6 separate regions of the Mus musculus genome follow, and regions 2, 3, 4, 5 and 6 are each linked to region 1. Evidence: chromatin contacts called from public HiChIP or PLAC-seq and promoter capture Hi-C data. All regions are on one chromosome and are shown on one strand. The core of a region is the stretch at or near the end of the contact, and the rest is flanking DNA. Distances in the headings are between cores, read along the strand shown.

The links. Promoter capture Hi-C pulls out the DNA fragments that hold promoters and counts their contacts. HiChIP or PLAC-seq counts read pairs in DNA pulled down with a chosen protein or histone mark.
Region 2: a promoter capture Hi-C map of embryonic stem cells shows a contact between it and region 1, with 2.3 times the contacts expected there. The contact joins the promoter of Tspan18 here to the promoter of Ext2 in region 1. A contact is called at or near these places in 7 of 39 promoter capture datasets (cranial neural crest, embryonic stem cells, frontonasal cranial neural crest and 3 more), 1 of 484 Hi-C or Micro-C datasets (myocytes) and 1 of 115 datasets of contacts at active chromatin or transcription factors (craniofacial prominence).
Region 3: a contact with region 1 is called in a promoter capture Hi-C map of stem cell-derived epiblast-like cells, with 4 times the contacts expected there. The contact joins the enhancer-like site here to the promoter of Ext2 in region 1. A contact is called at or near these places in 10 of 39 promoter capture datasets (the 3T3-L1 cell line, 3T3-L1-derived adipocytes, the SN4741 cell line and 4 more) and 1 of 9 other capture datasets (embryonic stem cells).
Region 4: an H3K27ac HiChIP or PLAC-seq map of thymic regulatory T cells shows a contact between it and region 1, with 12 times the contacts expected there. The contact joins the enhancer-like site here to the promoter of Ext2 in region 1. A contact is called at or near these places in 17 of 39 promoter capture datasets (the 3T3-L1 cell line, 3T3-L1-derived adipocytes, the C10 cell line and 10 more), 4 of 15 datasets of contacts at CTCF or cohesin (embryonic stem cells, large pre-B cells, pro-B cells and 1 more), 40 of 484 Hi-C or Micro-C datasets (the AML12 cell line, B cells, the C2C12 cell line and 26 more), 5 of 115 datasets of contacts at active chromatin or transcription factors (craniofacial prominence, embryonic stem cells, forebrain and 2 more) and 3 of 9 other capture datasets (adipose tissue, embryonic stem cells and liver).
Region 5: a contact with region 1 is called in a promoter capture Hi-C map of cranial neural crest. The contact joins the enhancer-like site here to the promoter of Ext2 in region 1. A contact is called at or near these places in 14 of 39 promoter capture datasets (the C10 cell line, the HPC-7 cell line, cranial neural crest and 9 more), 4 of 115 datasets of contacts at active chromatin or transcription factors (bone marrow-derived dendritic cells, forebrain, hepatocytes and 1 more) and 3 of 9 other capture datasets (adipose tissue, liver and macrophages).
Region 6: a promoter capture Hi-C map of liver shows a contact between it and region 1, with 2.6 times the contacts expected there. The contact joins the enhancer-like site here to the promoter of Ext2 in region 1. A contact is called at or near these places in 6 of 39 promoter capture datasets (the 3T3-L1 cell line, 3T3-L1-derived adipocytes, the SN4741 cell line and 3 more) and 2 of 15 datasets of contacts at CTCF or cohesin (the NIH/3T3 cell line and large pre-B cells).

The regions. Positions count from the first base shown.
Region 1 is chr2:93,821,008-93,824,352 of GRCm38.p6, forward strand. Ext2 (exostosin glycosyltransferase 2) reads right to left here and starts at 1,561. Exons shown (of 14, transcript NM_010163.3): 1 at 1,380-1,561.
Region 2 is chr2:93,332,866-93,336,210 of GRCm38.p6, forward strand. It overlaps Tspan18 (tetraspanin 18), which reads right to left and starts at 1,622. Exons shown (of 10, transcript NM_183180.2): 1 at 1,407-1,622.
Region 3 is chr2:94,271,609-94,274,953 of GRCm38.p6, forward strand. No RefSeq gene overlaps it. Among named protein-coding and RNA genes, the nearest start is that of Mir670hg, 8.2 kb to the left of the region's middle. Within about 2 kb of position 1,848, at least 271 of the 459 cell types and tissues checked have an H3K27ac peak or open chromatin away from gene starts, as enhancers often do. A contact at or near this core is called in the SN4741 cell line, hippocampal neurons, liver and 1 more, where this site is marked.
Region 4 is chr2:93,425,899-93,429,243 of GRCm38.p6, forward strand. All of the region lies in intron 6 of Cd82 (CD82 antigen), which reads right to left. Among named protein-coding and RNA genes, the nearest start is that of Mir7001, 5.6 kb to the left of the region's middle. Within about 2 kb of position 1,688, at least 71 of the 459 cell types and tissues checked have an H3K27ac peak or open chromatin away from gene starts, as enhancers often do. A contact at or near this core is called in B cells, CD8 T cells, Th17 cells and 6 more, where this site is marked.
Region 5 is chr2:93,443,711-93,447,055 of GRCm38.p6, forward strand. The region is part of intron 1 of Cd82 (CD82 antigen); the gene reads right to left. Among named protein-coding and RNA genes, the nearest start is that of Gm10804, 7.4 kb to the right of the region's middle. Within about 2 kb of position 1,706, at least 66 of the 459 cell types and tissues checked have an H3K27ac peak or open chromatin away from gene starts, as enhancers often do. A contact at or near this core is called in hepatocytes, liver and trophoblast stem cells, where this site is marked.
Region 6 is chr2:93,520,276-93,523,620 of GRCm38.p6, forward strand. No RefSeq gene overlaps it. Among named protein-coding and RNA genes, the nearest start is that of Gm33010, 5.7 kb to the right of the region's middle. Within about 2 kb of position 1,851, at least 29 of the 459 cell types and tissues checked have an H3K27ac peak or open chromatin away from gene starts, as enhancers often do.

The DNA.
Region 1 (3,345 bases), core at 311-2,810:
CCCTGATAAACCTGTGCTGAATCCTGCAGACTGAATCCTAGTTCTCCTGACTGCCCAGTTTCATACCATGGCCTGGATCAAAACAAGAATTTCATCTCTGACCCTTCAAATGATCATCCTTCAAACCTATCAAACACCCTCCCCCTCAATTAAAAAAAAAGAAATTCTGGAACGATTCATCCAGATTCAGAGAACTGAGTCACTGGAAATGACTCTAACACCCATCTACAGGCAGGGTGAGCCACTCGCCCCGTTCCTGGAATTGCTCCTTCCTAACACTGGCCTGAAACACCTTTCTTCCAAGCTCCGGGCTATAGCCAATCCACTCAGCCCAGCATTCCAAGTCACAATTTCCTGTTGTCTTAGCCTTTTTAGAGCTGTCCTGCCCGCTGAACAGCCTGCCACCGCTACACAGGAATGCTTCTGAAAGCAAAGAAGGCAAACAGACACAAACTTACGGTGCACAGCCATGACAGGATTAGAATTAGAGTTCCAGTGTGGCTCATTACCTCCAAAAAGGGTTTCCAATATAAAGACACTGTTTGACTGACCGTGGCAGTTACATCACGGTGAATACGTTAAGTACCCAAGTGAACACTTACCCTACACATGTGCATTTAGTATGTGCTACTTCATCCTCCTGACAGCACTGTGTGACAAACTTCTGAACCTCCCTGTGGTGGAGAAAGGTCAAGAGCAAGGCTAAGAACTTCCAGGGTTCCACAACAGAACTCCAAGGCTGGGCTTCAGCGCCCAGCAGCCTGGATCCTCAGATGACTACACAGGCTCTATAGAGCAACTAGGAGGTTTAAGTCAGGGAAAGTGACTGTAATAAAAACTCAACCGTGTTTATTATTCCCGTGAATCGCCTTGAGTTCCAGAGTACACACAAAGTTCAATTACACTACTTAGAACTAATGGCTGACTTTTAAAAATTGAAATGGACCTGCCCTAGACTCAAGACAACATCCACACTCCCTAAGTGATAGGGCGCTTCCAGATTGGCACCTGATAAGTGACACCAAACCATTATTTGACTCTCAAAACTGGACACTGTTCCCAGCATCCGGAGCGCATCTCCCAACGCTCGGAGCCAGTGGTTCCTTCCTGAGCCACCCTCTCCACCGCGTCCCACCCAGAACATGCACTGGACGACACCGGTCCTGGACAGCCAAGGTGTAAGGCCTTCCTGGGAGGACTCGGGTCCCACAACGCCCGATTACAACAGGAAGCAGAGGTTCTGGACAGGAGGTCAGGCCTGGGGACCGGGGCACAGGTACAGCAGGGGCCGCGGTGCAGCGCTGCGGCGCTCCTGCAGCCCCGGGGCTCCCAGAGGCCCAGCCCCGAGGCCCACCCGGCCGCCCGCGCGCCGCGCTCACCTCGGAACCGGCCGCTTCCCGCTCGGCCCCGCGCTCCGTCACCGGCTCTTGCCGCGGGCCGCGAGCCACGGCTGTGTCGGATCGCGCGGTGACGGGAGCCCGCCGCCAGCACCAGGTACCCTGGAGCCAGCGGGGAAGCCTGCGCCGGCCTCCAGTTCCCCACGGCTGACACGGCGCGCACTGCGCATGCGAAGCGGTAGCGCCGCGCCCCCTGCTGGACAGGAGGAGTCAGCGCACGTGAGCATTCCCGTTCGGGGCAAAGGCAGAGTGACAGCCAGGCGCACCAAGCTCTGGGATAAAACTGTGGAAAAGGCAAGCATTTGGGTCAGGCGTGGTGGCTTATATCCATAATCTCAGCACAGCAGAAGGATCACTCACTAGTTCCAGGCTAGCTTAGCCATAAAGAGACAATCTACAACTCTGCAAAGCATAGTTAGGCCCCCAGGGCAATTTGGCAGTATCCATCAAGGTGTAAAAAAAAAAAAAAAACTCCCTAGCCCTGCAATTCCAACCAACCTTCTTTGTAGTTTACCCTGCAGAAAGTCTCACCACTTATTGAAACATTCACCAGCCGGGCGAGGTGGCGCACGCCTTTAATCCCAGCACTCGGGAGGCAGAGGCAGGTGGATTTCTGAGTTCGAGGCCAGCCTGGTCTACAAAGTGAGTTCCAGGACATCTCCTGGCTATACAGAGAAACCCTGTCTCGAAAAACCAAAAAAAAAAAAAAAAAAAAAAGAAGAAGAAAGAAAAGAAAGAAAGAAACATTCACCGCACTATTTCTAATACTAGCAAGAAAGTAAACTGTAGGATTATGGAACAACGGAGAAGGAGTCGTCATACCAGTCAGCAAGGTAATATCTCCAAGACAGGCTAATGAGAAGCCACAGTCCCTTAAGAAGGGACAAGCACGATCACTTTTAGTTAAAATGTGCTTGTGCAAAATCAGAAGAGAGAAAATGTGTGAGCAGATGCTTGTGTCCAGGTGTAAGTATAATATTTTTCTGGGAAAAAAATCCAGCCGGGCAATGGTGGCGCACGCCTTTTATCCCAGCACTTGGGAGGCAGAGGTAGGCGGATTTCTGAGTTCGATGCCAGCCTGGTCTACAGAATGAGTTCCAGGACAGCCAGGGCGACACATAAAAACCCTGTCTCGAAAAACAAAACAAAACAAACAAACAAACAAAAATCCAAGACGCAGTTATAAAATTTTGGAAGTAACTGGAGCGGCATGCATAGTGGCATCTGTCACAAGGCAGCAAAAAGCTGAGTGACAGTTACTGAAAGGCTAATGAGGCAACCCAGCTTGCCATTGCTGGCTGTAGTTCTTCATCTGTCCACGAGATGCGAATGCATTTTGGTCCCGATTGTACTTTAGCGCCACCTCGTGGATATTGTTACTTACAGCTTAAATACCCACAGAGATTACTGTCTGGAGACCTAGGAAGACTTTCCTCACCAACAAAGATTCCAGTATTGGGGGGTTACTATCTCTTTGTCTTAGACCTAGAGAGATTGGAATGAGAAAAATCTAGGGACAGAAGGTTCTGTCCAAATTCCTCTTCCCACATCTAACAGAATGTGTCTCTATCCCTCAAACACACACACACACACACACACACACACACACACACTACTAAACTCACTATATACACCCATTTGAGAACTGGATGGGTGACGTCAATGTTGGCCAATGGTACCACAGCCAAATTCCTGGAATTCCACAGGACAGTGGCTTGTATCATTTTAAAAAGAAAACTTAAGGTTTATTATTATTATTATTATTATTATTGTTATTCTATCACGTATTGGTCTCTCTGTGTGAGAGAATTGCATGAAAGTGCATGCCAGAAGATGGCATTGGGTCTCCTGGAACTACAGGGAGTTGTAAACTGTCTGATGGTGCTAGGAATCAAACTCTGGTCCTCGAAAAGAGCAGCAAGTTCTCTAAACCACTGAATCATAACTC
Region 2 (3,345 bases), core at 372-2,871, 490 kb before region 1:
AGCTACGGTCTCTGTGAGCTTATCTGTACTCTCTTGGGGGAACAGAGAGAAGTTTAGTGAGAAGAGAAGGCACCAATTCCCTCCAAAGTCCCCTCCATAAGAACAGCCTTTCACACAACAAAGATGACCCTTTCCACCCACACAATACAGGAGTCTAAGAGTACAGGAAGGAAGAAAGTGCGTTTTCACCAGCATGTGGGACGTGATCATAGAGATGCATGTGGGACCTCAGGCCCAGGACATGGAGTGCTCTCGGTAATGGGTGAGGAGTGTATCCCTTTTGATGAAACTATAGAAATTCCTATGCCCCCAATCTACCTATGCCCAGAGAGAGGACAAATCCTGCCCACCACGCCCAGAGATCTGACCAGGACCAGGACAAAAGATGCCACTTTTACAAAAATGGCTGGGTTTCAGTAACTTCAAGTAAATCCAACTAATGTTCTATCCTATTGTCTCCATGCAGGCTTGCTGTTCATGTAAACTTTCTTTTGTTTTTCTGGGTGTAAATTGTTCACTCATCCTTGCCAGCAGCCCACCTCATGACACTGATCCGTCTGATCGTTGCACATCAGTCTCACAGTGGGTGCACCTCCGTCCGATTCTCTGGGACAAGGTGGGGAGCTCCTCCAAACAGACCCCACGCGCATTGCCTTGGTCCATCTGCGGTTCCATGAGCTCAGAAACTCAGAGAAGCTCCTAGGCTGGTCTGGGAAGCCGATCTGGCCAGGGAAGGGCGCCCCCTGGCGAGACAACTCTCCCAGCGCAAGCAGGACCCGGAGCCCGCGCGCGCCCACCTCGGCCAGCCACGCTAAGGAACCCACGGCCACCACACCCCACATCCGGCCGCAAGGAGCTCCGGACCCGCCCGGGAACCTCCTAGGTCTCCACATCCACGGAGCTGGACATCTTCCCGCGCAAGGAATGATAACTCGGGTGCGAGAGCAAAATCTAGGAGCGTTCTCCAGGCCCTGCTACCAGGGTCCCACGAAGGCGAAGAGCGCTCGGTGCCCCAGCCCGATCGGCTGTCCGCCGCGCCCAAGCCCGGCTCCGTGTCCCCCGTTGTGACCTGCTTGTGTGCAGGGTCACTTGGGCTCACCCCTTCACTCTCGGTACAGCCCCGGCCAACACACCGGCTCTGGGAGTCCCACCTGCCGCCTTACTGTCGCCTGAGCCCCCGAGATCGCTGGGCGCAGAATGGCTGCACCTGACCTGGGCGAAGTCGCGACCCGAGCATGCTCCGGGTCACTCAGTGCGGCGCTGTCCCCGCCCCCAGGGGAGTCGCTTCAGAACTTGGTGGCCGCTTACCCGAGCGTCCTGGGACCCGCACTGATCTGGGATCTCCCCCGAAGCGCGCGGTATCCCGGGGCCAGTACGCACAGAGGGGCTCAGTGATTGAATCCTACCTGGCAGAGGCTCGGCCGCGGGGTAAAGTTTCCCCAGGCGCAGAGTGCGCTCGCAACTTGCGGGGCACCGGTAGTCCTGCGCCGCGGCGCTGGGCTAGGCGTCAAAGCGACAAGGAGCGGCGACGCCCGCTGGGGGCCAGGGCCGGGCGGCCTGGCGTGGCTGGGCTTCGGAATCGCACAGCGTTGCGTCCGCCTGCAGCTTGCAGCCCCTGAGACGCCGGCGGCAGCTGCAGCGGCTCACCCGCCACCGCCGCCGGCCACACCTCCCGCCACCCTCCGGCCCGCCCTCCCGCTCCCTCCGCCCCAGCCTCCGCCCCTCCGTCTCCTGTCGCCACTACTGCCGCCGCGGTGCTGGCGCGTCTCCGGGGCGGACACGGCTCTCATGGTCCACGGCCGCTCTCTCACCGGGTCCTAGAGCGTGGTTTCTGGAACTGTGCTCTCCCGATGTCCTCTGCACTCCTAGCCTCAATGTCTGAATTTAGGAGATTGCTGGAGAAGGGTGAAGGTAGCACGCTAGACTGGGACATTTATTCCCTGGAAGCTTTCTCGCTGTTATCACACCGTGTGTGGGACTGCAGGGCTGGGGTGTGGGATTCTCCATTGCGATGTCGCGTCTTGGTTTCCCACTTACTGCCAGGGAAGTACCAGATAGAAACCTGTGCAGCAAGCTCTATTAGGGTTCATTGTTGGTGCCTCCCAACCCCATCCGCTGTAAACTATAGCACTGCTAAGGACCAGACCAGTGAGAGGCTCTCACTTCATCCTCTCCTCCACTGGGGTTCACTAAGACAGCTAACCTATGCTATACAGAACCCATATAAAATTCACAAGCAGGCACTCAAGAGCCACAACCTAAGAAAGACTGTCATGAGAAGGCTCAAATCGTTGGCAGCAATTATCAGTGTCTCAGCTTTGAAAAGTCCTGTGAGGCCACACACACACAAATCAAACTACACTCTACAGGAGACCACTTGGCCCACTGATCTCACCCAGGACAGACACTCTTTGACTTCAGTGTGGAACTTGGTGAAGTCAGGATGCTAGACAGAGCTTTGAAGGGTAAACAGAAAACCAGACTTGGTATTTTCAAGCCCACAGTCCAAGAAGTAAAATGTCTAAGGTCTCAGGGCTGTTCCTTTGAACCACTTCACAGAGAGAGGCCAAGAAGGGGATTTGACAGAGGGGCATGCAGTTTCGAGAACAGTGGACCAATGGCGTAGGTGTGGAAGTCTGTCAATATATAGATACCTCTTCAGCTTCCCAAACAGAGTGTGTGTGTGTGGGGGGGGGGGGTGGGGCACGGAACCCTCTGGCTGAGAACCCTCACAGGCCCTTAACTCAAGGCTGCTGCTGTAAAAGACTGCTGCATGGGCCTCCTGGGAACCAAGAGGGGCATCCCAGAAACTTAAGCAGAATCAAGCTGTGAGGGAAAAGGCCCAGGCTTGGCAGACAGGAGGGGCCTTTAAAGATTAAGTTTTGACAAAAGCAGGCACAGTGTAGTTTAGGGGAGACAGCACAAGCTGGGGGCCAGCAAGATGGCTCCCTGCTAACAGGTACTTGCCACCAGCCCTGACTCCTGAATTCCACCCCAGAACCAACTAAGTAGATGGAAAGAAGATTGGGCCGGCTGTACATCTCACGTCCAGTTAGGACAGTGGATCTAACTCCAGGCCTCCGTTTCCTTCTGCCTCCTTGAGAACGTTAGTCTGACTGGGCCCAAGGATGACGGCTGCCTGCTTAAGTGCTTTCTTTAAATCAGCACTTATTTTATATTTTGTTTTACTTAAACGAGTTTGTTTTTAAACAGTGATATGTTCTACCACGGCCATAAATGGAAGAGCAGTGTCGGATTGCTATAAATAGAAGGATATCATAAAACAAATACAGTGCGAATAAAATGGTGTCATTAAACTCCAACAACGGATCTTCAGTCATAATA
Region 3 (3,345 bases), core at 598-3,097, 450 kb after region 1:
ATGGCCTTCAGGCATCATGATAGATGGGGGTAAGGAAGCCACTTTGTGTACCTATGTCACTAGAGCTGAGCTTTAGGGTGCCTTGGGCACCCTGGGCCTGAGGAACTTAGAAGGCCATCCCTCAGTACCACAGTAGGTTCATTTGTTGACCATGTCCTTGGACCTCCTTGGTCATGAATCCCTTGCCTTTGTTCCATACAAACCAAATTAATATGCCTGGTCAGGGAGTTTCTCTCTGTCACCTGCTCCCATTCGCCCAACAGTCTCCATTCCTTTCTGTTGCTCTCTCTCTTTTATCAAAGGCCTTGTCTAGAGCTTGGTGTTGGTTCTTAGCATCACATACTGCATGTAAGACTTCTCACCCGGGACACAGAAGTTCCTTTGGATGGGTGAGCAAGCTTACTAGGCTACCTTCGATTTCCATACAGTATCTGGCACTTGATAGAGCTGTTCCGTTACACTGACCACTTCCATACTTGCGTATACAGAGTCGAGCAGCCTCTTCAGGAGACAAGAATAAGAAACCACTTGCCCAGATACACTGGTATCCAAACATGTAGCCAAATGGGACTCATGACACGGGTTCCTCCGCCTTTCTCATTCACTCATTTCCTGGCTGTATTGGAAACAAAGAAACTAAGATGTGGACACAATGAAGCTTTGCCTTGTGAAGAGCTGGAAGATCTGTTCGCCCAGGGAACAAAAGGCGCAAGCAAGCAAGCACACCAAGGCTGGAAGGTTTAGGGAGACAGGGAACTGGGCCTGGTTAAGTCAGTGTCCTCTCCAGCCCTGTTCTTCTTCAGAGCCTGTTTATCTGATCTACAAATGGTATCCATCCTTCCTCAATTCCAGGCTCTGGGCTTCACCAAATATGGCTTTTATTTGATTTTGGGAGCTTCGGTTCTCGTATCCTAGTCCCAGGTAGCCCCACTTTGTCTATCTCACCGGCCAGTGAAAACACCAACTAGAAGACAGAAGTCTCAGGATAGCAATAGGGCTGTGTGGTCTACCTTGGCATCCAAATACCTTGCAGATAATGGGTCACTTAAGGACACCTCGCAGAAGCACAGGTGATGGGCTTCCATCCACTCCGTTGCTGTGGATACTCAATTGTGCTTGGCTTGTTACTGTCTTCATTCCTAATTGATTCTTTCCAAACCTGCCTGCCACTATGGGATGGGGTTGGGCGACAGGGGTGGGGATCAGTGAGGTCAAGGACACAGGAAAGATGAAGATGCTGGATTCTCGCTCATGCACTGAGTGAGCACAGTACAGCACCCAGGTTCTGGTAACTCGTGGTACTAGGTTCAAAGAAGCACGACCCTGGTGGGCCAAGATCAACCCTAGTGAGGATGCCAGGTTAATGTTGCAGAAATGGAGGCTGATGGATTGCTGGGGACACCATCCCTAACCTCATCCCAAAAGCTCTTCTCCCTCACTCTGTCCCAAGCTTCAGCTTCACCTTGAAACTAGGTCTTCCCTGAGATAAGAGTCTCCTTCCCCATCTCCTTCTTCCACTAAAGGGATGCAAGGCCATTACAGTAATGTGGAAGGGAGAACAAATCTCTTCCCCAAACCTTGGCAGGTACACACCCCAGGACCTGTCACCCCCGCAACCGCTGGGCAGAGGGGAGCGTCCCAAACTGGGGAGATCGTGCGGCTGCAGATAGAAGACTTTTCTTCAGCCGCAGCGGCCTCCCTCCCACGCGTGGAAGCGGAGCTGCAGTGGGGGCGGCGGTCACGCGGGCGGCACGGGGCCCTGCGCCGCGCGCACGTGAGGAGGCGGGGCCGCGCCCAGGATCCCCTCTCGCGGCTGCTGACGTAGCAGCCGGAGCCAGCCCTGCCCCACCCAGCGCCGCTGCCTCTCCCGCCCCTAGAGCCCGGTGCGGGGGCGGCGCGGAGCCCGGGAGCCCAGTCGGGGGAGGCGGGGGCGAGACGCCCGCTGAAGTGGAGGGGGATGCAGGGGAGGTGGGAAGAGGGATGGGGGCTCCAGGCTGCTTCAAGCCCCCTCCTATCTCATCAAGTCCTTGTAGGGCGAGGGGAAGCAGGAGTGGGGAGGGATGCGGAATGGAAATGCGAGCCTCGGGAGGCGCGAGGAGTGGGCGGCTGGATGCGAGGCCCCTGCCCCCGTCCGCCCACGCGCGCGTGCTCTCCCGGAGCTGACGATGTCCTGCTCCCTCCGCGCTGGGGCTCGGCTCGTGACTCTGCTTCGTGCTGGCAGAATTCCGCAGCGCAGCGTGCTCTGGGCGGAGGGGGGAACAGCGTTGGCTTCCAGGGGTGACCCTAGTCTACTTAACCGCCAGCCACTCCACTTACCTTCCCTCTCCCCCGCCCCATCCCTCCAAACCTACTGTGGTTTCCCAAAGGACTTTGTGTCTTTGCCCCTCCGACTCCCCTAGTCGTGGTCCACTCCTTGAGATTCCAGTTTGGTCTCTCTATCCTTCATCCATCTGCTCCCTAGATATTGAGAGTGCTTATCTTTGCGCTGAGGATGTAGCTCTTTAGGTAGAGCACTTGCTGGTTTAGAATTCACCAAGCCCTGGGTTTGATCCCCAGTGCAGTAAGCAGGTTGTGGTTAGTGCTGTAATCCCAGCAGTTGAGAGGAGAGGCTCAGGAGTTCAAGGTCGTCCTTATTGGAAACCAGAATAAAATTCCTGACAAGACTTTGTCTTAAAGGGGTCAGGGGGCGGATGCTCATCTCCTTGGGCTTTACACACACACACACACACACACACACCGCCCTCCTCCCATCTGTTTGCGCTAATAGCAGAGGGCCCTGGTGGGGTCTTAAGACTGGCCAGGGTTGTACAACAGGTCCACCTTACACAAGGCAATGGAGCAGCTAAACCTAGACAGACACAACAATGATTCTCTCAGTTCTTTTTGTTGGTCTCATAACATGCGTTCCTCCCTTCTGGAACGGTGGTTTAGTTCTGCCGAAACCCAGAAGACGAGCTCACTGCCCCTGGTTACTGGACAGCATACTAGATCTGGGGAATGGGGAGGCTTCTTAGGGATGCAGTGAGGCAAGGTGGATGCTAGGATCTGGCATTTTCAGTCTGGAAGCACACGTTTTCCAGGTAAGAGTACGTACGTATGACAAGCCAGAGAGCCTCAGAAATCACACCAGCGCCACTGCTCTCCTTAGGGGTGCCAGCAGCTTTGAGCTAGCCTGTGGTAGGATGGGGATGTGCCTTGACAGAGACTCCTTGGGCCCTTCTGTCCAAGCTGTAGTGGCCAGGATGAAGTCTTCCCAAGGAGATAGGCAAATGGGCCCAAGCCTCTGAGCTGTGTTGTGAATTTCGGGTTTCAGTAGAGGCTGGCCTGCCTTGCACACAAGCAGGG
Region 4 (3,345 bases), core at 438-2,937, 390 kb before region 1:
CACCACAGGCTGACAGTAAGTTTGTATCCCTATGCAGAGCACAGGGGCTCTAGGACTCTTGGCTCCCTGGTGAGTCTCCACCCACATTTCTATGACCCTGGGCAACCAACAGCCAGCTGCTTTCTCCGTTCACAGCTGGGAAGAAAGGGCCATCTGTCCTAGGACTGAGACATTCCCTCCCAGAAGAGCAGACCATTCACAGGGAAGGTTTTGTCTCTGGGAACCTGGCCTACCACCTCTGCCACATACGACTGAGCACACTCGTGACTTCAGGCTTTCTGGAGTTGGGAGGGGTCCGGCTCCCTTAACACCATCTTTGGAGCAATGTGCCCTCACCCTACCCCCACACGAAGCCCTTCTGCTTCAGGTTGTAGCTCCAGGCCCTGCACTCCAACCCAATCCAGGTTCTTAATACTTCTGTATCTGTTAATGGGAAGCTATCACTTGGCTGTCATTTGGCAGCCAAACCAGCCTGTCAACAGGGAAGCAGGAGACCTCATTTCTTTCCTGGCCCCTCGCTCTCTGCTGCCTTAGGAAGTATCAGCAGAATCCTTCCTAGACATCTACACAGCTCAGAGGGTGTGCATAACTTCACCCAGGCCACACAGCAGCCAACACAAGAGCTTACCAAGGAGCAGGACCCCAGAATGTCAGACCTGGTCTCTGCTCCCACACTGGCTGGGTGACTGCAGCCAGCAGCCCATAGATGAAGCCCCTGTGACTTCACCCTGAGTCCTGCTCACTCAGCCTGGCCTATCTTAACACTGGCCACGGTGGGTGCAGCTACCCACCATGCTTACCTGTTCGCCCAGGTCCAGCAAAGTCTCCACAGCAGTGATGCCACGATGCCTGCTGACCAGCCAAGGGCCCTGGGCCTCGCAGCCTCTACCCTACCACTCTCCACCCGGCAGTGGGAGGAGGCCTTTGGGGGTTCTGACCCCTAGAAGCATTCAGATCTTACAAAGGGACTGGGAAGGCTGTGGATGTGGCTTGGTGAATCAGTGCTTTCCTGACACCCAAAAACCCCTTATTCCAACTGAATAAAACTTGGGGTGGGGGTTGGGAAATGAGGGGTGGTAATAGCTGTACTCCTAGCACTTGGGAGGGGCGGTATGGAGTATCCTAAGTTCCAGATCATCCTTGGTGACATCATAACTCCAAGGCCAGCCTGGAGTACATGAAACCTAGTCTCAGAACAACCAGAAAAGGTTGGTGACATCACAGCCCAGAAGGGTCTGGGGTGTGATTATACGCACTGACTTCCCCAGGGACACTGTCTGTGGGGCACAGGGGGCCTGATGTCTTGCTTGTAGCCTACACTGTCACTGAATGGCTGCAGCTGCTGTCTCAGAGGACATTTCTGCCACAGAAACCCACAAGGGAGAGAGGTCTGAAGCATCACTCCAGAAGAGGAAGCTGAGGCAGAAAGAGGCTGCCTGCCCCGGGCCTCAGAACCAATGCTGAGTGGGCCTTTGACGATCCGCCAGCCATCTTTTAGAAGGCCTCTTCCTCTGCCCTGAGAAATCCTGCCCGCCCCTGCCCCACTCCAAGCTGCACAGGAATAAACACCAGCAAGGGGTGTTTAGTCTCCTGCTGTGATTTACAAAGTGGCTGGGGGGGGTATGCTCCTTCCAATTCAGGGGTGAAGGTGCAGAATCTCACCCACCACAGGGGATTCCCCATTCTGTGCAGGAAGGAGTGGGGTGTGGAGCCTGAGGTAGTAGGGTGGCAGAGGAAGCCCCGTGGGGCACACAGCATTGCAAAGAGGCCGACTCTCCAGCCAGTCCTGAGGCACCCAGAGGCTGGACTCCTGAGCTTCTACCACAGATGAGCAGCAGCAAGCAGAACGTCCGTGGGGAAGTCGCTCTGAGGCTGCTCTGAGTGTGTGACTGTGGCCAAAGTCACTTGGCTCTTGTGAGTTTGTTTCTTGAGTGGAAAAATGTAAATCTCAAACAGGTTATGTTCAAGCTTGGCCCCTGATATGGGGTTGAAGTCAATTCAGAGGGTGCCGCTGCCCTCACCAAGGGATGGCGGCTCCACTAGGGGTGGGGGCGGGGTGACTCAGACCCCCTGCGAAGGCCACCAGCTTCCTACCTAATGACATTGCCAGGTACCCTGACTCAGTCCCCAGAAAAGTCACCAGGGAGAAATGAGTACCTGACCCTATACGGGGCTAGGTAAGGAGTTTCCCTCCCCTAACCACAGGCTTCCTGCCGACATCCAGGCGAGTTTCCTTTCATCTACCATTTCCTCTCTCGCCTTGGCCACCTGGAGGCTCAGGCTCAGGTCAGCCCTCAGCTGTCAGGGTTCAGCTGTCATGGCCACCCTGCTCCTGGCACAGGCTCTCTTCTCATTTGGATTGCAGCTGCCCTATGCTCTCGTGCTGGGAGCCAGCCCAGCTCACCTGGAGAACAGGCTGGGTGTGCATTACAAACCAAAGCCTCAGGCAAGGAACCACTACAGCGAACGAACGTCTTATCAGCATGACCACTAAGCCAGGATGCCTGGGTTCCCATTCTGCCTCTGCTGCTCATTGGCTGTGTGAACACGAGTAAGCTGTTCAACCTCTCTGTGCTTCAGCGCCCACATCAGAAAATGAGACTCCTCCCCTCTCCCATCTCCGGCATGGTTTCAAGAAATGGCCAGACTCGGTGTGTGACTAGCACAGCTCTAGGCTCCTCAGTTCTTCCGAGGGCTAGCTAATGTTGGACCAAAGTTCTCAGCTTCCAAGAGGGACCTATGGCTACACGGCAAGTCCTTGCCCCATGCTGCACAGCAGGATGGGAGAGAGGCCCCAAGGCTCAGCTGGTTCCCAGTGGGGTCTCTGAGGGCAGCAGGGGAGCCTGGGGCTCCCTGATTCCTCCACCAGCAAGATGAAGGCCTGGGTATGATCCTGCCTCTCACATGACCCAGCTGGTGACAGGGTGAGCACGGAGCTTGGTCTGTGGCCTGTGTGGACCCAACAACAGAGACGCTGGGGTCCAGGTGACAGTGACCGATGCTCTTCCTCAGCATCTACTTCTTCAGACATGCTGGCACACGCCTCTAATCCCAGCACTCAGGAAGCAGAGGCAGGTGGATCTCTGAGTTCTCGGCCAGCCAGGGCTACATAATGAGCCTGTCTCAATAACTAGCATTTGCTTTCCCCTGTCCACAGGGGACTCACCCTACAAGGCTAGTCTGCATGAAGCTTCTAGACGGTGCCGGTACACACCGGAGGTCCTCAGACCTGAGCTGTGGGCAGTCATAATTCCCAATAACAAGTCTGAAGGCTCCATGCTAAACTCTCTCAAGCACCCTCCTGATCCAGGGGAAAGCTATCTGCGACAAGTGATGGCCCTGGCT
Region 5 (3,345 bases), core at 456-2,955, 380 kb before region 1:
GGGTGGAGAGAAGAGGAAATGGCCCCTCATGGAACACCTAAGAGCCACACAGTCTCCTGCTATTCTGCAGTTTTCCACTGTCCCCAGCCCTCCTGCCGGGCCAGTCCAGAACTGAGCTGGGACCAGCCCCACTCAGCGTGAGCTTATCCACACTGCAGAGCGACCGACAGCCGAGAAACACAGCAAGAACACTGTCCTGTGCAGCCAGCACTCCTGCTGACACACTGGCTATAAAACCAGATGATGTGCATGTCCTGTCCCTGTTCGGTTGCTCTGCCTTCCTCTTGTCACCCTGGTCTTTCCCACGTGCTTATCTGATCTCTTTACTGTTGCCCCTGTACTCTCAGGCCCTCTCTACACTAGGGCCTTTGCACATGTAGTTTCTGTTAAAATCCCTCTTTTCAGAAATTCCTAATGTGGATTTCTGAGACTTTCCCTCTGTGGTCTCTCTTCTAGTGCACTGCACAGCCAGCCATAGCCAATGCCCATGCCCAGCACTGCCCAGTTTGCACCAACAGAAGCTCGAGGGTGAGCTTGGACCCCAGGTGACTCAGGAACAGCCAAGTTCTACACCCAAGTGTGTCACAGGTTCTCCCCACCGCAGCTTCCCCTCCACACCCTCCCCTCCACATCCTCCCTAAAACGCAGGGTCTTTCAGGGTTATCCTGAACTTAACATTTTCTGCCCATGACTCTAAAAATGCCCAGGACGAGTGAGCTCGTGGCACATGATCGTGAGAACGAGGTAAGAGCTGGGTGTCTGCAGAGCTCAGGAAGGTCCCTTAGAGAGACACTGGTTCTGCAGAGGAAGCCACTGAACACCAGAAATGACATCACTAAAGCTAGCTAGGATTGGCACAAGCCAGAGGTCCTGATGACTGCTCAGAGGGAAGCCAGGAACTAGGGTTTTAGGCTCTGGGGATGGAACATGCTGAGATGTGCGCCAGGGGCCAGCACAGATGCTCTGCAGCTTGTGATTCAGCCCTGACTTCCCAGTGCCTCCGTGCTCAGACAGGAGCAGGTGACCAGAAACCGGTGTCATGTGGTCCTCCCACTCCTTGACTATTCCATACCCTTCCCGAAGTTCACTCCCCTCCTGTTACCTACCCCAGAGCACTGTCATGAGAGTCACCTGAGAGATCACTGTCTTCAGAGAGGCCAGACAGAGTAAGAGGCAACCATACAAACACAAGTCTACACCTGAATAGGCCGCATGGACCACCTCCGGCCAGCTATGTAGCCTGGAGCCATGCCTTGCTTCTGCTGTAGCTTTCCCTGTGAAATTAGCCGACTAGTGGGTTCCCAGGAAGGAGCTAGGTGAGGTGCCTGACACCTGGCAGGATTTTGCCCAGTGGTCCTGGCCTACACTGAAGCAAGGTGATGGGGGAAAGGCTGGCCTCTGGGGAGGGGCACCTCTGTCAATGAGGCCAGGCCATGAGTGTCACCTTGAGGCAGGAGGCACCTGGAGGCTGGGAAGTCTGGCAGCCATGGCAGGTAAGAGTGGCCTGTCACACATGGCAGGATGTGGAGAGAGAACTTCAAGGCTCTGGAGACCACCTGGCCCAGCCTGGTCCAACAGGCTGGCGTATGACACAGATCTCCAGCTTCTGGACTTTGCCCTGAACATCCATAAAAGGAGGCTGGTCATGGTGGCTGCTTGTACTCTCCTGTGTTGTAACCTTCTGTGACAGCTGACTTGGGGACTGCTGGATTCTTGACCTCACACTATCTTATTTTCAATCTCGGCTTGTACTTTCGGTTTGTTGTTACTGTTGTTAAAATAAGAGAGGGAAAAACAAGCAAACAAACACACGTTCCCCTGGCAACAGGAGAAGCGTGGGGCCATGGAGCAGCCTGGGAGTTCAAGGTTCCCTGGGAGACCTCTTGGGAGTCCTGCTCTGCTTCTAGCTGTGGTGTGACCTTGAGCAAGAGAGTTAGCTAATGTCCCTGAGCCCCTACAGGCCTCACCTCCAACACAGCAGGGCTGGTGGGAGCCTGTCCATTGAACTGCTGGAGGACCAAGAAGACACAGCCAGAGCCTGAACACAAGCTGCTGCCCCACTCTAGCATCCCACATGTTTAGTCACAGGAGTTCAAAGCCCAGTCACATGACCCCATGAGCTGGATCGACAGGTTCCCACTCTCTGGCCCCTCAACACTGTAGCTAGGAGGTGACAAGCTTTAGCCTATCACCTTGCATCACCCACAAAATTTCTCTTCTCATTGAGACTCTTAAACAAGCTCCTAGATAAAGCACTGTCCCCATTGAGCAGATGAAAAAACTGAGGCTCAGAGGTTCAGTGACTTGCCTAAAACCAATCCAGTAAATAACCAGCACTCTTTCCTTACCTCATGCTAAGCAACACCTTAGTGGAGGCTACCCACCCAATCTTCCTCACCAGACTTCCTCACTAGACCCTTTTTGTCCTGACCCAGCTCCCAAGATGTGACTCTTGGCTTCCTGTCAGGGAAGGAGACCAGATCCTCTGGTCCTGGCCAGGATCTCCCTTCAATCCCTTTAATTTAGCCGATGTGGCTTAGATAGGTTTCCCTTCTTGCATTTTGCTCTGAAGCCCAAGAGGCATCACTGGAGGGCCACTGACTGAACAAGAGGCTGCCTCGTAAGAAGTACCAGACGGGAAGCTGAGCTATGGCCCCTGAGCTCCCAGCCTTCTGCAGCTCTCACACTCAGATGCACTGTGCTAGGGACACCCCAGACATCCTACCTCGGTCTCCATCTCCCAGTGAAGAGCCTGAGGCCCAGGTGTTGTGAATGTTGAGGTGTATGCTGGGGCTGGGGCTGGGGCTGGGGCTGGCTAAAGTGGCCAGTGCTCTGGGTGGCTTCAGACCCTTAAGAATGGGGGTGACGCGTTCACATTTGTCCATCACACTGGGATGTGCAAACTGCTAGGCTTGGCCTCAAACGTCCAGCCCAGGACTCTGCTCCATCTCAACCTAACTGTAGCTTAAGTGGAAAATCAGATAAGACGCTGTAAGTCTGAGGGACGCTTAAGAGACTCGAGGATCAGCTATTCAGAAGTCGCAGACTCTGGGGCCTCATGTCAGGACCTAGACTCCCAGGAGACGTCTCAGGAAGCAGGTTTTAAGAACCTCTCCTCACCCCAGTAAACCAGGTCACAGCGTAGATTCTGAATTGAGAGAGGCTTAATTGTAGTCTCACTACTCAGAGCTGTGTGACCTTTGGCACACAGCTTGCCTGCTCTGGGCCTTAGTGCTCTCTGTAAAGTGGACTATCACGGATGTCCAGGAAGAAGCCAGTCCTGAATTGCTGACACTCTAGGAGATCCCTTGGTTCCTTGAGAGGTGGAACAGGCCTGGGGTTCCT
Region 6 (3,345 bases), core at 601-3,100, 300 kb before region 1:
GAAAAGAGACAGCAAGACATTCTGCCTCTACTTACCACGCTCTGGTGTCCATGTCCCTCTCCGATGGCTGACTAAGGCGGTTGCTGCCCAGATTGTCTTCTGTCTTCAGGTGCCTAGTATCCTTCTATGATGTCCATCATTGCTCTTCCCACGTCTTGCCTTCATTTAGGAAAGTGAGAATTGAGAACAGCGCTCTTGCTTTGATACTCTAGAGCAACTGGTCTTGACACAGCACATTGTTATTTAATAATCGAACAACCCAACACTGTGTGACCAGCGTACATCTAAAGTATCTGCATTTCTTGGAGTTCACAGTGGGATTCAGGCTCAGTCAACACTTATATAAGGCCCAGGGTCTCATTGCCACGCACTCTGGTCGAGTAAATAATAAAAGCTTGGAATCTCTTCTGAGAGGTGGTGGCATGGCTGGTTCTTTTTTGTTACTGACATCAGTTGGTTGGCTGTCCCAAACACAAGGAATCAGCCTTTCCCCACCCAGCTGTGCCCAGCAAGGATTTGAAGACCGCGACAGTCACAGGGATGTGGTGTCTACCTGGAAACTGGTCCTGTTCCTAGCAGTTCCAGGAAACCGCAGGCCTCCCAACATGTGTCCCTGAAGCTCCGGGGGGAGGAAGAAGCTCCCGACAGGGAGGGCCTCTTTGTCTTGTGGTTGGGCTATTCTTGAATCTTGGAATGTTGCTCTCCTGGTGCTGACAGCCATCACCTCTCCCTGTGGTGCCAGGCTCTCGTGCCAGGCCTATGGAGCCTCGCTTGGTGGGTGGCTAGGTCTTCTCTTCTATACCTTCCCACCCACCTGGGTTGTGGCAGGCATGCTGGGGGTGTCGGGGGGTGGGGGAACAGGAGCATGTGGCACTGGGTGCTCCTCTCTCGCTCCCCCTTCCCTGCTAAACAAAAGCTTCCTGTTGGGGCAGGGACCAGAGCATGCTTTTGACTGAGGAGCAGGCTCTGGCTGCCAAGGATGAATGGGAGCCAGGGCCTGGCTGGCTGCCTTCCTCATAGGCTTGTGGCAATACAAGAGACCCCCCTGGACACTTCTCTCTGCTCAGAGAGGTTGGGCTTGTCAGGTCCAGAATAGGGGCAGCTTTTCTACCCCATTCTTTCTCTCTGCTTTGGCTTCCCGACTGCTAGTCTTTGACCAGCCACACCAGTTTTTCTGTCTCCAATATTTGTTTTATTGTTGGAGGAATCTTCCAGAAACTAATAGATCTCTTGTCCTGTGCACGGTTTTATTAGTCAGCAAGCGTTGTCTTGTCACCTTAACCCTTCCATCCTCACTGTGGTTACTGTTTTCCACCGTTAGCCCTATGGTTGCCATGACTGCATTTGGTCAAAAACATTGTTCCTGGTGAGGTGGTTGCTATTTTTCTCTTGGTTTTATAGAACAGAGAACTGAGTTCAGAGAGGCTAAGTAGCTTGCCCAGAGTCGCACAGCTAGGACAGTAGCAGGATCCCAGAAGTCAGCTCAGTCGCCAAGTCACATGGCTTCCCAGGGCAGTGCTTAAACAGGAATTATGAGCCCAAACTGCTGGAGCTGTACAAACCCTGGTCGCATCCTCACTACTGACTTGATTTGTGACTTTTGTCAGATCATTCAGCTTTCCTGAGTTACTACCCATGGACAATGACTGTCGGACTTGCCTCCTGGGCAAGTGCAGGAACGCCTGCCTGGTCAGACTCACCAGGGCACAGTCCTCTGCCTCTGTAATCTCTACAGACGCCAGCCAAACACAATTCTCCTCCCGGGCATCCATTTCTTGAGGTGGGGTGTGTGTCTGAAGCCGGGGAGCTGTACAGCCAACTAACTCTGTCAGCTTTTGTAGGGTAGAGGAGAAACGTCAGGCAGTTAGAGCAGCGAGGGAAAGGCGTGCCAAAGATGTTTTTAATATGCATGAGACTGTGCAGCCAAGCCAGGGGCCTCTGCCCGGCTCCCAGGCACGTTCCCACCCAGACAGGCTGATGATTTGAAGGGAGCCGCGGTCAGACTGTATACCTGTCATCTGCCTCTCCACACTCGCCTGCCTCGCTTGCTCTAATGAGGCTTGACACCTCGGGAATCTAGCAGTCACAGAGGGCAGAAGAAGCCGGAATGGCCTGCTTCGGCCACTCGGGCTTGCCTGAGAGGTGGCCAAGCGGTAGCAGGAGCCCCAGGGCTTCTCTGCCTCAAGGTCTGTCATGACTAGTTGCTGATGGGACAGTGAGAGTCACATCACCTCCATGTGCCTCAGCATTCCCAGCTATGAAATGGGTTTTAGCTAGGTATGGTGGCACATGTCTATGATCTCAGTACTCAGGGCCCTGAGGTAGAAAGATTGCTACACGTTTGAGGCCAGCCTAGGCTACATAGTGAACACCAGACCAGCTGGGGATGTAGAGTAAGAGCCTATTTCATAAAAACTAAAACTTAAATGAATTTTAATAGCCAATCCAAGATTGATGGGGAGAAATGGAAAATGCATGGAAAGGGTATAATGTGATAATGGGGTCATATGATGATAAATATTATCATCCCCAGCCTGGCTGATGGCTTCCTGTCATGAGAAAGTACTCCCCTGGGCCCGAGCTTCTCTGATACATTCTCTGGTTCCTTCTTTTCTGATACATTCTCTGGTTCCTTCTTCTCTGATACATTCTCTGGTTCCTTCTGGAGAGCCTCTGCAGAGAGAGGTTCCCCCAAGAGGTTCTAGGAAGGATTGGTCAAGCTTCAGTCTGACTGTTGAGAAGACCACAGCCCAGGGAAGAGAGGTGCCTCACCTGAGGTGAGCTTGCTTTGTTGGTATAAGGGTTTTAGTGGTAACAAGCTTGCAGGGACATGGACAGCCCTAGGACCCAGTGCAGAGGAGCTGTGAGGAGTCATATCCTAGGAATGGCTCCCATGGAGAGATGCTAAGGACAGTCTCTTAGATAAATACAGAGTGCCCAGGGGTGCCCAGCCTGGGACTCTCGGTACTGAGCTGTATGGGGAATACAGACTTACAGCCTCTTCCTAGTGGCATGCTAGAATCTGGCCTGCAGGTGGAGGGGCGGGTCCTTGGGAATGAAGTTTCTCAGGGGTGCTGGTAGAATCCAGTCTTCGAGGGATTCTGGGAGCAGACAATAAAAAGAGTCAGTATGTTAAGGGCAAATGAATAACTTGGTGGCTATGGGGTCTACCCTAAGCCTCTGACAGGTGTGGGATGTGTAGAGATGGGGGGGGGAGAGGGAGGGCCAGCCTGTCTTGGACAGAACCTCAAGTTTCTGTACAAGTAAAGGAAGTCAGCAAGAACCCTCCAAAGAGGCCTGGGAAAGACAACTCAGCTCCATGGCTTCCTGCCCTGAAAAAAAAAA